Linked DNA regions of Mus musculus: region 1 is linked to region 2. The links are chromatin contacts, called in public Hi-C maps. All regions are on one chromosome and are shown on one strand. The core of a region is the stretch at or near the end of the contact, and the rest is flanking DNA. Distances in the headings are between cores, read along the strand shown.

What was found. Hi-C and Micro-C count contacts between places; a contact is called where the count stands out from the background.
Region 1: a Hi-C map of pre-megakaryocyte-erythroid progenitors shows a contact between it and region 2, with 3 times the contacts expected there. The contact joins two enhancer-like sites. A contact is called at or near these places in 14 of 39 promoter capture datasets (the 3T3-L1 cell line, 3T3-L1-derived adipocytes, the C10 cell line and 9 more), 3 of 15 datasets of contacts at CTCF or cohesin (CD8 T cells, large pre-B cells and pro-B cells), 67 of 484 Hi-C or Micro-C datasets (the AtT-20 cell line, B cells, the Ba/F3 cell line and 48 more), 5 of 115 datasets of contacts at active chromatin or transcription factors (bone marrow-derived macrophages, embryonic stem cells, large pre-B cells and 1 more) and 2 of 9 other capture datasets (embryonic stem cells and embryonic tail).

What each region holds. Positions count from the first base shown.
Region 1 is chr12:117,979,063-117,981,969 of GRCm38.p6, forward strand. The region is part of intron 57 of Dnah11 (dynein, axonemal, heavy chain 11); the gene reads right to left. Among named protein-coding and RNA genes, the nearest start is that of Cdca7l, 140 kb to the left of the region's middle. Within about 2 kb of position 1,484, at least 1 of the 459 cell types and tissues checked has an H3K27ac peak or open chromatin away from gene starts, as enhancers often do. A contact at or near this core is called in pre-megakaryocyte-erythroid progenitors, where this site is marked.
Region 2 is chr12:117,808,848-117,811,619 of GRCm38.p6, forward strand. No RefSeq gene overlaps it. Among named protein-coding and RNA genes, the nearest start is that of Cdca7l, 34 kb to the right of the region's middle. Within about 2 kb of position 1,499, at least 28 of the 459 cell types and tissues checked have an H3K27ac peak or open chromatin away from gene starts, as enhancers often do. A contact at or near this core is called in pre-megakaryocyte-erythroid progenitors, where this site is marked.

The sequences.
Region 1 (2,907 bases), core at 234-2,733, 170 kb after region 2:
CCTGAGTTTGATCCTCAGAACATACACAGCCAAACAGGGTGGCATGTGCTTGTAATCCCATCATTTGGGAGGTGGAAGCATGAGTCCTGTGGTTTACCTGCCAGCCAGGCTAGCTGAACCAGTGAGCTCGAAACCAGTGTGAAATTCTGTTTCAAAGTCTAAGGTATTAACTCTTAAGATATGACACATGAGGATGGTCTCTGGCCTCTAACACACATGTATGTTCACACTAGTACACAGGCATTCATTTGAACACATATAAATGTATGTAACATATAAACACACACACACACACACACACAAAACATGCATGAAACTCTTCTGTTCAGAACAGAAGATCTTTTGTTCTGTGGTCATGGCTTGCATGCATAACCACAGACAGAATTTTTATTAAAAAGATGGACTACTAAGAAAACATTGGTGCTTCCAAGTGTTTCTCAGGTAATAAATAACCCAACACCTACCTGTTTGTCCTCTTGACAGGGCTTTGTATAAACCTCCTTACATAAAGCCACCTTATCTCCCTATGGAAAGCTGTGCTGGGGAGCTAATCCAGTATTCCAGGCTGGAGTTCTAGCTTCCACCTTGGAGAATGCTATAGAATTTCAGCACCAAGTCTGAGTGAATTTTTATCCCTAGCAGGTTTGAGTTTCAAGCTGTGGCCCTGGGCACCAGGATCAAGTCCTGGTGGGACAGTTCTCAGGGTGATGGTGATTGTGGGATACAAAGTTGGAACAAAAGTGCATTTCTTCAGATGTGTTTGGAATGAACAGGTTCAGCCACACCATCAAATTAAACACGGCTCACAACAAATTATGTTGTCTGCGGCAGCTTCATTAGTAGCAATTAGCCTTCTCCTGATTAACCATTATTTTGCTGTGTACTGTACCTTTTATGAGTATAATTGGTTCAGGGTAGATATGTGATCTCCTGCTAACACACACACAGCCATTACTAACGTAAATAAGAAAACTCTGCATGCTTACTAAGAACTCCTTTAAAAGCACACCCTGAGAATAGGGCCAAAAGTGGATCACGGAGTTCTGAGCACGCTACTGGCAGTGTGTTGGAGAACACTATGACAATGGGAGTGTATGTGATGAGTTAGCATCTCAAGTATATTCACATCACATGAAGACATGAGTTCATCAATGTCCCTTATAACATTTATAATGGCAACATTTAAAATCATTTTTCTTTGGCCTCATCAACTTTTTGGCACTGAGTGAAACTGTGAGGACCTTTCCTTTTAGCTATTGTCCTTTGGACTCCTAGCCTACTCACAGAGTATCCTTACTTTAGCCTACACAGTGTATCCTTACTTTGCAGACAAGGCAATCAACTTGAAAACAATCCCACAAATGAAGAAAGCACTCTATGTTGGTGAGCTCACTTTTCATTCCTAATACTTTTTGCAACAGTATCACCGCCCTGGAAAGATTACAGATCTTAGTGAGTCACCAAGCTGCAGCAGGCGGTTTCCTCTGTTGAATGGCTGCAAGGCAGAGATCAGAAAGACTCAGCCTGGAGAAGGGCAACAGCTGTATGTACTGCCTCTGACGCCTGTTTCCCTCTACCAGGACACTAAACCAGGGAATCAGAGAGAGTCCCATCTCAGGGACACCACACATTTTCTGCTATCTATTAGTCAACGACTCCCTGAAATTTTTCATAAGAATTTATGTTGACTACAGATTCTCCAGAATTTTGTGTTAAAAGCTGACCTGGGGATGTAGCTCAGTTGGCAGAGTACTAGCCCAGTATTCTTGAAAGTCTGGCTTTGATCCTCTGGACTGCATAAACCGAGCATGATGCTTCATAAGTGTAAGCAGGAGGATCAGAAGTTCAAGGTCAACTTCAGCTGCATAGTGAGTACAAGGCCAGCTTAGGAATACATGAGACTCTGTCTAAAAGGGTGGGTGGGTTAAACTGAACTCTAGAATTCTTTTGGAGACAGGACTTACACAGAGGTAAAGAAGTGAAAAAGAGTTAAGATAGCCCTTACTCCAATCTTGCTAATATCCCTAGAGAAGGATTCTTTTCAACACATCAAAGGCCACCCAGACATCAGAATTCACAAAAGAAATGCTCAGACAGGACACAGTTAAATGGCAGCCATTGGCAAGCCAACGAGGGCCTTAGGAGAACCTAACCAGCCAATATCTGGATCCTGATATCAGCTTCCCAAACTTGGAAAAAAAATAGCTTATTGCTTAAGCCTTCAGTCTGGTCCAATAAAAACAACACACTGTTTCCTCATTGCAAGGTTCATGATTGTCAAATATTCCTGATATCCTAGGACAGTGCCCATCACCCCAAAACCAAAACAATGAAATAAATGCAGGTGAACACACACACACACACACACACACACAAAACATACACACACACACTAAATTAATACAATAAACTTACGCTCTACTGACAAAAGGAAAACATAAACATTATTTATACCTTTTGATATATATTGAATATAAAATATTATATTTCTTTTTATGCCTAATAAATCTCAAGAAATAACCTATCAGGTATGTTATAATATGTTAAAATAATTTTCTTCCTTTTTGCTGGTAATTTTACCTTAGGAATTTACATGAAAAAAATGTAGATAAAAAAATCTTTCAAATCCCTGTTAAATTTCAAGATTTCTAAGAGGCATCTATAGTTGTGAGTTAATAATTACTAGTAATCATAATTACTAGACCATCACATATCTGTGTTATACCTTTAATAGGTCTCCTGGGAGGGACTAGTTTCTGGTAATCATACCACCTATGAAACCTGATTGCTTAAGTTCATAATATACTTTTAAAGACATTCTGTACATATTTGAAACCTGGTGGAAACACGTCACCAAAATTAGGTATGAAATTGGCTGAATGAAATGCATTTATTATTTGCTTCAAG
Region 2 (2,772 bases), core at 249-2,748:
CCTGGAGGACGCCCTGTGTCCCCATTTGTCACATAGCTTCCATGGCGCACCAGGCATGTGGTGGGCTTGTAAACTTATTTCTGAAGATGTTGAAAGGATTATCCTCGCTCATAAAAATGAGAAATTTGCTTAACTGCCTTAGAAGATTTAAGGCTGCCCCCTTGTTTTTTTTTTTTTTTTTTTTTTTTTTTTGGAAAGGCTTATTTGAATTACAAAGTAGGGTTGTGGGAGTGAGGAAGAAAAGTAGAAGCCAGCCCCCCCCACACACACACCGCCCCCAGCCCCTCCTCATCCCCCTTTCCCCCATGCTACCATCCTCTGCCCTCTTTAGAAAAGAGAAGGACCTGATGCCTGTCAAAGTTACAGAATGGAAGCTATAACTTCCATGCTATCCTGCAAGCTGGAACAAAAATCCCTGGTAAAAAGCACTGTTCACAATGGCAGAGGGAAATGGACTCAGGCCTTCTAAGGCTGAGTGTTCACTCCATCTCAGTAGGAGATCCCATTCTTGATACTTTGCCAGGCAGGAGACACTCCAGCCACCCCCAAACCTCCCCACACCCCTCTTGTAGTCTACACACAGCCTTGGTGATCAGCAACATCTTCTGTTGTTTTCATGGAAAGGATGTGTTGACATGAACTCCCTAGCTGTGAATGTAAACACGATGCTGACAGCCAGGCATGCAGTTGGGTTAGCGGGTACCTCCACTTACCGGGGGCAGATGTTTAACCTTGACGTGAATAGCAATTAAGCAGAACCTCAGAAACCAAGGCCTCCCCGGGAACCAATTAATAATTTGGTGGGGAAGATGTTATATGCAAATTTCTCCCACAAACCACTTCAGAATGACACGTCTACCCTCCACCCAGTGGACTGAGCTGGAGAGTCATTTGTAACAAAGCCCTGTGGTGCGGGTGTGAACAAATTGTAATTAGGCAAATTAAGTGAGTGTTGCATGTACATCAATTAATTTCTGGTCACAAGCTACACAGCAATTGCCACCACCTTTGTTGTATGTGGAGGCTTGACAGCAGTGTTTGCCCACGCCTCCTCATTCCTGCTCCTTCTGAGTGCCCCCCTCCCCAAGCCGGCGCTGAAGCCTCTGCCCCACACTTAATTCTCCTCACCCATCCCAGTTTATTTACTTTGTAACCACTGTGTATCAATACACACACTCTCCAAGCAGCCTCCCGACTTTTACAAAGAAAAATTCCCTTGGCTGCCTTCAAATGGTGTGTCTAAGCCTGTGGAGCTGGAGTAGATAGCTCTTTCCCCGGCACAACACTGATCATCTATTTCCTCTCCCACTGAGGCAAAGAACATAAAATAAGGCTGTGTGAAAGGATGCCAGGCACAAGTTGCGTCTTCCCCACAGAGCGAATTGTTTGGGCAAAGGCATATGATTCAATATAATTGTCCCAAGTGAGGTCCCCCCACTGTGGGTTTCTGCCGGTCTGAGTCATCCCACTATGAAAACGGCCCCACAGGAAAGGCAGTTACGTAATCGTAATCGGCTGTCAGGCAAGCACGCAGCATTTAACCCCTCCACGCTGTCACCGTGCCCCTCAGAACTGTCTAAATGGGCACACTAAAATGTTATGGAGAAAAGCAAAATCATTTCTTTACTGTGTAGGGGCCTCGACAGGAAGAGAATGAATAAAAGCACATTTTAGGCCTCCACTGTAATTTACCACAAATGCCTTTTTCATCCGGGTCCTGGCGTTCAACCTTCAGCCACTCTGTTAGTCCACGTGAGGCTCAGATGCATTTTTTCACTCTAGCAAAACAGACCTGCCTATCAGGAGGTGAAGGGGTTCCAGGCAAGAGAGACAGGTGGGGCTGCAACAGGGAGCTAACTGGGCTGTATGGGAGAGTTAGTATTGTCCCCATTGTCATTCTGGTAGGTCAGCATACAGGGCAGGAGTTCCCCAGAGTCGCAAAGGATGCTGGGAGTGGGAACAGGCCTTGAGAGGGAGTCTGGAGGCTCTTCTATCAGTGGACGGAAGCAAAAGCCCTTAAGGACCAAGATCCAAAGACAACCTTTTCTATGCCCGTGAAGAAGAGAGGATCCTTTTCCAACTAGGGCCCCAGATTCAACACAATGTTCAAGTTTAACTTCAGGATTGTTGTTCATGGCTGATCAGTTTACACAGTCACCTTTTGTGCAGATGTAAGGTATATGCTATGTGGCTGGTTGACTGCGTTGGTGAACCCAGTCCTTCCACGGTGTTGTTATTGCCTTAATTCCTGGAACCTTCTCTGGAATATCCAAACTGAGAGATGCTCAATTCCTTAATGTAAAATGGCACAAGAAGAAATAATGAATAACTCATATACACCTCCATATATATATATATATATATATATATATATATATATATATATATATGTACACACATACACTTCAGGTCATCTCTGGGTTACCAATAATGCCTAATATAATGCAAATGCATTGTGTGTGTGGTCATAATTGAATCATTTAAGAAACGATGACATGGAAAGTCCATACACGTTCAATTCAGACAGTTTTGTCCACAGATATTTTCAGTCTGCTGTAGTTTTTATCTGTAGATAGGGAACCCAAGGGTCTGGAGGATGGACTGACTGATTCATACTACAGGGGTCTTTCCTGTCCCTGCCCTGCTAGGAGTAAATCAAAGAGCACAGTAGATGCAGAGGTAAATGGCCTGGAACTGCAATACAATTTCACTGTTCTTTAAGACTGATTCTCCATGCTCCCCCCTTACTTGAGGGCATGCTATGTTACCTTT